Linked DNA regions of Sus scrofa: all the other regions are linked to region 2. A link is a contact called in public Hi-C data. All regions are on one chromosome and are shown on one strand. Each heading gives the region's core, a stretch centred on a gene start, on an enhancer-like site or on the middle of the called end of the contact. The rest is flanking DNA. Distances are from core to core; before and after follow the strand shown.

Region 1 (2,700 bases), core at 156-2,655, 1.1 Mb after region 2:
CCTCCATATGCCGCGGGAGCGGCCCAAGATACAGCAAAAAGACAAAAAAAAAAAAAAAAAAAAAGTATACTTTCAGTTTCCTTCATCAGAAGATTCCTAAAGAATCCTATTTTGCAATTGGAAGAGACTAAAAGCATCTATTTTCTATTACAAGTCAAAACTAATAAATACCTATCTGCGTTGGTTTGGACCTCTAACCAGGTTCACATTGTTTCAAGTTATCAAGAAAAGTTTCGTGAAAAACTTAAGCTTCATGCAAGAATAGGATATTTTATTCTAAGGAATTAAACCTTAATGCTGTTATGGGTGAGGAAAAGGATACCAGTCTGGTGGTCTTAAAAAAAAAAAAGAAAAAGTACTTTGTTTACCATACTCTAAACTTTTCGAACAATACCACAGAATAAAGTTACACATTAAAATCCACCCACCAAAAAATGCCACTTAAACTGCTATTTTTTACCTTAGACTTGTGCCAAAAAAATTCATCCTAAACTTTCGAACAGTTAATAGCGATTCCCAGGAGCTGGGCTTGACCGAGCAATTTACAGCTCTGCTGGGCCATCAGTTAACTTCAGAAATGCAAATAATTTGTCGGTGGAACAAATATGCCCAGAGGGCTTATGGCCCCTTTGCACATTATCTAGTTTTGTATATAACCCAGCAATTTTACCCTAACACTTCAAACGCTCTTTGGACCAGCTTTAAGACCTTACTGGTCCCCTGGTCAATAAAACCTTTGAAGCAAACATTTATATTTGCCCGAGTCGTTGACTTTCACGTTTTAAAAAAATTCCTTTGTGAGGTTAACAAACTTTTCCCCCAACTTAGTTCTAAAGTTCTCTGAAACCTCTACAACCGCGGCTATCCTGGGAAATGAGAGACGCCTATCTCCCTCCGCCCTCGTAAGGCTATAAGACCCGCTCGATTACCCACATCTGCTTTCCACTGTAAAGAGTAGCAACTGCCTTACCATGCACCAGGGAGAAAAAACAAAGCCCAAATGCTGTTCTATTAGCCCCCTTCACCGTCGTGCCTCCGCTTTTCCTGCGCTCCCACCACGACCCATCCTAAGCCAATACCGGGCCCTCGCCGCGTAGCAGTTGTCAAGAGTCAGGAAAAAACTTACAACCTTAATCTTGGTTGTGTTCCTGACCCAAGTCTCCAATTCTAACCACTCTTTATCTAGAACTAGCCTCCCCCAACTCGCCACCTGAAACACACATCTACATCAAAGTAAGAATTCCCGGCGAGATCACGTTCACTCACCGGCGCCATGTTGGAGGCCGGCCACGCGGTAAGAGAGAAAGCGTCTTCCGGCAGCACGTATTTATACCAAAGCGTGCTGAGTCACGCGTCGAGAACGTAAGATCACCGCCTCCCGGAACAGACCTTGGGAGGTGCTTGGAGGCTAGTAACCCAGGAAACCGAGGGCGTGGCCTGGAGGCGCTCAGGTTTCGTAGGAGCACCGGCCAGCGGCTGTAGTTGAAATGATTCGCAGTTTTACACTGCTGGGGACAGCACGCTGGTTGACCACAGTGGTCTCTGCGGTTGCTTGCAGGGAGGCTTCTTCAGATGCACACACCGAGGAAGCAGGAAACATTAGTCACTAATCGCCTGGATCTTCTTTCCAGTCAAGTCAAGGCAATGTCTCAGGTTGCTTTGGGATTTCCTGTCTTATTTTGCATTTATAGTCTTCCAGCAAAAACTTTATTTATCTATGTTTTGACTATGAGTTTTCTAAATGACTCTTGAGGGAAATCAGTGTTTCAGAGAGCCAAAATAAACTAGATTCTTGAGGGGGAAAAAAACCTTTAAGAGAAAAATATGTAGTACTCATCTGTTCACATTTTGTAATTTATTCTTATTTTATAGGTTTTATAGGCTTTAGAGTTAATCCTAGGACACCTGACTTCCATCTAGATCTAGTAGTGGTCTGTTTCTTGATCTTGGTGGTGGGTTACATGAATATGTGTAGTTTGTGAAAATTCATCAAGCTGTAAATTTATAATCTGTGTACTTTTCTGTAAATGTATATGTTATACTTCAGTTAAAAAGGAAAACAGTTTGGCAGTTTTCTCATTGTGGTGCAGCGGAAACGAATCCAACTAGTAACCATGAGGTTGCAGGTTGGATCCCTGACGTCGCTCAGTGGGTTAAGGAGGCAACCTTGCGGTGAGTTCTAATGTAGGTGGCTAGGATCCTGCGTTGCTGTGGCTGCGGCATAGGCTGGCAGCTGTATCTCTGATTGACCCCTAGCCTGGGAACTTCCATGTGCTGCGAGTGTGTGGCCCTAAAAAGAAAAGAAAAAAATTAAAAAAAGAAAACAGTTGAAATTACTGTATGCCAGAATATGTCAAATTAGGTTAAATGAATACCTAGAAAAATACAACCTAAAATTTACATGAGGAGAAACAGAAAATCTGAATAGTCCTATATCTTTTAAATAAATTTGTAATTAAAACTTTTCCACAGGAAAAACACCCAGATATCTTCACCAGTGAATGCTACCATACATCTCAGGAAAAAATAATGACAATTGTGACAGATACCCTTTATGCCCAAACCTACATTCTGTCTATTTCTCTTTTAGGAGAGAGGAGCGTTTTTCCCCAGTTTCCTGTCCCCCATTGGTCAGGGGTTGTCCCTGGGGTGGTAACTGCCTTGTATTTTTAGGTTGTGCATGTGTAAATAAGTGTTAGT
Region 2 (2,700 bases), core at 153-2,652:
AGTGCCAAAGGGCAGGTAGTAGGAAGGAAAGATTACAGAAAACCAGATATCTAAAGTTGGGAAATTTAGCGCTTTTCTATGAAAGAATGCAAATGTCTAGGCTCACTGAAATCATCCTTTGATGTGCATCTCCACCAGTGTTCTGTGTTTTCACAGCCTGAGTTTCAAGGAGGGCAGGGTGGGGGGGCTCGCTCTCGGGAGTGGTTGCTAGATGGCAGGTATTCTTTGTTTCCTTCCTGAGTTCCCACAGGGCTCCGAGGTTCAGCCTCCGAGGTGGCTGCATTCCCGGTTGATTTGTGCCATCCTTTGTTTTGTGGACTTAACTATCAGTGTATGTGATAAAGAACTAAAAGACCCTAGCAAATGGAAGATGTTAACTACCTGATGAAGGATTGTTCATTCTGGAAAGAAGGACCACTAGAACCAGTCCTGGGGTCACAAAAACACCAACTTTGAAAAACAATGCAAGCCAGCATTTTCCCTGATCCTTATCTGTGGCCCTATTTTTCTACTTCCAAATTATAAAACCACTTCCTATTCTCTCCCAAAGGGGGGCACAGTCTTTAGGGCATTAGTCTGCTATAGCCCTCCTTTGCCTGGCAAAGCAATAAAGCTGTTACTTTTCTCCTTCACCCAAAACTCTTGTCTCCCTGTTTCTATTCAGCACTGGTGGACAGAGAGGTCCAGTTTCCACAACAAGGTAATCAAACACAGCACAAAAACTGGAGCCCTGGAGCCCTTGAGGACTCTGTATTACAAGTCATTTGGTTTTCCACTTGAGATTACAGATTTATCTAAACCCGAGACCATGTTTTATACTTCTAAATACTCAATATCTGTTCAACACATAGCAGAGGCTCATAAATATCTGAGTGAATTAATTACCAAAAAGGATTCTGACAAAACTAAAAGTGCAATCAGAAAGAAAATTATACTTATAAACATAAAATCAAGAAAGAACCAGCCTCTTTTTTTCCTAACGGTTGTGGTTTTATTCAAAAATATGATTCATACTGAGGAAAACTTAGAGACCAAACGGAATCTGTTTTTTTAAAAAAATCTCAGGAGAGAAGAAAAGAAACTCAAGTTGACACTGTCCTGAAAAATAAAGTCGCGAGTAAACTTCCTACGATCCTCATATAACTTTTAACAAGAAAAAAATGTTGAAGTTTTGGTTTTCTTAGATTTATAATGTCCAAGCGTGGTATAATTCACCCTAACATATCAGCATGACTTATCTTACTGTTTCTGTCTTTTCATTTTATGCAGATAAGCGGCACCCCTTTCCCTCACTGTACAAAATCTGAATACAACGTAAATCATTGTATTAAAGTTTTTCTAGTCCAGACGCAGAACATTTTCCGGTATAAAGCCCACCTTTCCCCACGCGCATGCCCAGTATGCCCTACTGCTTTGCACCGCTTTCGTGCATCCCAGGCTTCCAACACCAGGTAAGGGTATCCTGCAAACTGGATTCCGGTTGGCTGATGCAAACAAGAGCTTTTGGGTAGGTAAACTAAAAAGGAGTGATCAGTCTCAGCTCAAAAATTCCCATGGTCGAGAGCCCAAGTATATAAAGCAGCTGTTCCCACCGGTGGGGCCTCAAGAAAGGTGAGGCTGATGGGAGAAGTCGAGCAACTAACTACAAGCCCCAGCATGCAATGCACAATTTGGCTCCCGGAAAGAGGCGCGCTGTGCAGCGGAAAGCAGCCTTGGCCGGCAACACGAGTCGTGCGCGAGATGCTGACGGTCAGCCAACCAGAATGCTCAGAATGAGGAAGAGAGGCGGGGCGCTGTGAGCGTCCCCTTAGATCTCGTATCTATGACTCTCCAGTTTCCGGGTCTCCTGGCCCGCTAGGGAGGGGGTTCTCTGTGCGCCAGCCTCTTCCAGGCGGGTGTTAGATCTCCACGGTCCTAAGAGCCTACGCTGTTGCCACGGATCTCCCAGAGCCGGATGTGACGTCGCCTTGGAGTAGGAAGGGAGAGGCGGAGCGTAGCCCAGTGACGTCCTTCCAATATGGCGGAGTGAGAGTGAAGAAACAGTGTTTCCCCTTGGGTTGCTATAGGTGAGTTCTGTCTTTGCCCCCAGCCCGCCATCCCAGCTCCCTCCAGATCCTGGGTCACTAGAGGGCAGGTTCCTTGGAGCGCGAGCTGTTGTCGGAGCCAAGTGTTAACGTTGAAAGCTCGGGCGAGGCAGTCCTGGTGTTGGCCTTGGCCACAACCTCTGCTGTGGGAATTCGCGGGAGTGGGAGCTGGGCGAAGGGCAGGGAGGCAGAAACCAGGAGAGATCGGCTTTGGTTGTCACCCTATGATACCACCTCGAGTGGGGAAGGAAGGGGTGTGGCTTCCTCGGGGTGAGTGACCTAACCTTTGACAACTCTTGGCCCTGCCCCCTCGGCACCCGTCTAGCGTTTTGAAGCCACTATGTAACAGGTTTCATTGGGGAGCAGTTTTCAAGACCTCGTACCGTGTCCTTACTCAGTTTGCCCCAACGATCATTCTTTTAGTGGTTGATTTTTTCTCCCAAATATATGTTTGCCTACTGAGCTTGAAAGTGAAAGTTCAGCTGATCCAAAAGCGTGGAATTTTGCAGTGCTTTTTTTTTTCCTTTTTTTCCCCGCTTTGTGGAAATATTTTCTCGCGTCGCCATTTATTACCGCGTCCAAAGGATTGTGTTAGTTGACCAAGATGAAATAAAAG
Region 3 (2,700 bases), core at 56-2,555, 1.9 Mb before region 2:
CTAAAATGCATTACTTTGCAACTTCCTCCACCCTCTTCAAAAAACAAAACCTTCCTACACTTTCAGTCTGGTGCGGTGGCTCTGATTCAGAAGCTGGATTACAACTGGATTAGATTCAGAAGATCAGTCCCTACTTGTGCGTCCTTGGGCACGTCATTTATCCCCTCAGTTTCCTCATTAGCACTGTGAATGGCCTTTGAAAACAGTAAAGGTGTAATAGTGTTAATCTTTACTACATGGGGCAAAATTACCTCCTTAGAGGGACATCATGAAACTGGAACTGAATCAGTAGATCTCTGTCAACATCTGACTCTTCCTTCTACAGTTCTCCTCTTCCCTCGAAGGACACAACCCGAGTCACCTCAAAAGCAGACTCCAATCGCCCCTTCCTTTCTCTGCTCTTTTCTCTATCCTACTTCTAAAGCAGGGGGAAAACCCTTACCTCCTCACCCCAAGCCACATCTTCAGAGGACCCCACCCCAGGCACATCCGCCTTCTCCCTTCTCCGGGGGCACCAGAGGCCAACTTCGCCCTTCCCCTCCCGCCCCCACCTAGAGAAGACTTCCTGGAGGCGCTCGGGCCCGAGCAGGGCAGGCGGCATTTACAAACCCGCTTTACGCCACTCGCGTAGGGTAACCTCGCTTACGCCCATAGGGCCCGGTTCCCAGCCCCGTCCGCTCCGCCTGCCAGAACCAAGCCCAAGGGCCTCAGCCACGGCTCCCGTGTGACCCTAGACCTCTTCTGCTCCGCGCGGCGCTATGGGGACTGGGACAGAACAGCCTCACCTTACCGGCAACTGAGGGACTGACTTCACTTCCCACCTTTGGAGCCCTCTTCAACTCCCGGATCAATTCACTCCGGCGACGCCGGAAGGACCCGAGAGGAACCAGGCGTTGTCCGGAATCCTGCCCAGCCGGAGTCGCGCAGGGGTTTGTGGGGACTCGTAGTCCCACTCGCGGGCTTCGTCGGCAGTTCCTGCACATAAGAGACTACAACTCCCGTCAGGCCCTGCGGTAGAGCCTAAGGTGATGGGTGGAGACAGTTTCAACCAATAGTAATAGAGTTCCCTGCCTTTGCTGGAGGAGGTGAGAAGAAGAGAGAGGGTGAAATGAAAGAAGAGGAAGGGAGGGGTCAGGTCTCACCTGCGCCAATCAGGATGCAGGGTCGGCCCCGCAGTCAACTCACCCATTGTGGGGGCGGGCTAGCGGAGCCCAGGAAGGAATGGGGGCGGGGGAAGAGCTCCGAATGGGGAATATGGGGCGCCTGAGCTGTGGAACCTGAGAGGAAGCCGGGGGGGGGGGGGGAGAAATCGCCCTGGTGGAGCGAGGACGCGGTGTGAGGATGCGCCCTAGCTAGAGGAGCAGTTTCCCCCAAAGCGGCCAAGAACCAGGCACACCGGGCGGCCAGACCTGCTGGTCAGTCAGGGATAGGTCGAGCCCGGGCTCCTCGCGTAGGTGTCGGGACGGGGCGGGAAGCCCTGTGCCAGGTGTCAAGCCACTGAGTGAAGGGAGAAGGGTCCCCGGGGAAGGAAAGCGATAGGACAGCTGCAGAAGTGCTAGGAGCGCGAAGGTACCAGGGCAGCAGCTTCCCGCCGCCTCCAACCGGGCAGCAGGCGGAACAGCCGGGGGAGGAGCAACAGCTGCTGAATTCGCCAACTAGAGGAGGGAGAGGCGGAGCTTGGGTCCCTGTAGCAGCCGAAGGCGCAGCCTGGACTGTAGTTTCCCGGGAGAGAGGAGAGCAGGAACAGGAGCGGAGCGCAGTCCTCGGAGCCTTAGCTCCAGCATCCCGCCAGGGGTTGCAGGTGTGTGGGAGGTAAGCGTGGGTGCCACTTCTGGGCGTCTGCTCTGCCTGGGAGAAAGCGTCTCCCAATAGGAATAATATCAAGGCACAGCTAAGAGTCTCTCACTCGGGTTAGGAAACTGGTGCAAACCCTTTTAGGTGAAAGATGTACATGTTTGGACTTGGAGAGAGGATAAAAAGCAAAAGGTGGTTTGACTCTGGGTATAAAGGGCGTGGTTAGTGTTTTTGGTTTCAGTTGTACCGTTAAAACTGTTCTGGAAGATTTTAAGATTGAGGAAACCCTACTAATTTAGGACAGGGTGATATTTAGATAGGTGCGTAGCCGGTTAAAAAAAAATGTCATTGATATAAAATTACTTCAGAACTCTTTCACTAGGAAAATAACTTTGCATTCTTCTTCACTATCTACCCCTTACATTGTTTTATCAGATTGTCCTGCTACCGACCTGTTTTCCAGGGCGGTTATACTGCAGGTTCCTAGAATTGAAAGAGATCTCTGTTAAAGAAGCAAATATCGTCAGGAATAATCAAGACGACGGAACCTAGCAGAAGTATAACTTTTGCCAGCGATAATGTAAAAATGTGTTTTAATAAAGGGGTACTTAGCTTTCCATCTAGTGGCTCTAGAATATCGGAACAAAGACCGGGACTCAGCCTACAGTGGGAACATATGGTGTATGTACTTCATTGCTGCTCCTTATTCTCTCATTTGTGTCTGGTGATATTTGTACATAAAAAAAAAAAAAAAGCCAAAAGTACAAGAAAAGCTGCAAGGATCTTTTCTATTTAGAGAGTATGTGCTAAATGATTTCCTTTAGTGTGTGTTACTATGGGTTCAGACTTAAAACACATGTAATAGTATCAGAATAATAGTTTATTCTCAGTATTAAACCATGTGTG

Evidence for each region. A called contact is a pair of places that touch in the nucleus more often than the background predicts.
Region 1: a Hi-C map of liver shows a contact between it and region 2, with 6 times the contacts expected there. The contact joins the promoter of RPL22L1 here to the promoter of MYNN in region 2. A contact is called at or near these places in 2 of 5 promoter capture datasets (fetal liver and fetal skeletal muscle) and 7 of 47 Hi-C or Micro-C datasets (brain, embryonic fibroblasts, heart right ventricle and 4 more).
Region 3: a contact with region 2 is called in a Hi-C map of skeletal muscle, with 5 times the contacts expected there. The contact joins the promoter of SERPINI1 here to the promoter of MYNN in region 2. A contact is called at or near these places in 1 of 5 promoter capture datasets (liver) and 3 of 47 Hi-C or Micro-C datasets (liver, skeletal muscle and subcutaneous adipose tissue).

The regions. Positions count from the first base shown.
Region 1 is chr13:109,498,090-109,500,789 of Sscrofa11.1, forward strand. RPL22L1 (60S ribosomal protein L22-like 1) reads right to left here and starts at 1,406. Exons shown (of 4, transcript XM_003358680.5): 1 at 1,267-1,406. The coding sequence starts at 1,275.
Region 2 is chr13:108,433,792-108,436,491 of Sscrofa11.1, forward strand. It overlaps MYNN (myoneurin), which reads left to right and starts at 1,403. Exons shown (of 7, transcript XM_005669990.3): 1 at 1,403-2,066. It overlaps ACTRT3 (actin-related protein T3), which reads right to left and starts at 575. Exons shown (of 2, transcript XM_003358668.4): 1 at 1-575.
Region 3 is chr13:106,558,021-106,560,720 of Sscrofa11.1, forward strand. It overlaps SERPINI1 (neuroserpin), which reads left to right and starts at 1,306. Exons shown (of 9, transcript XM_001926040.7): 1 at 1,306-1,812. PDCD10 (programmed cell death 10) reads right to left here and starts at 854. Exons shown (of 8, transcript NM_001139473.2): 1 at 791-854.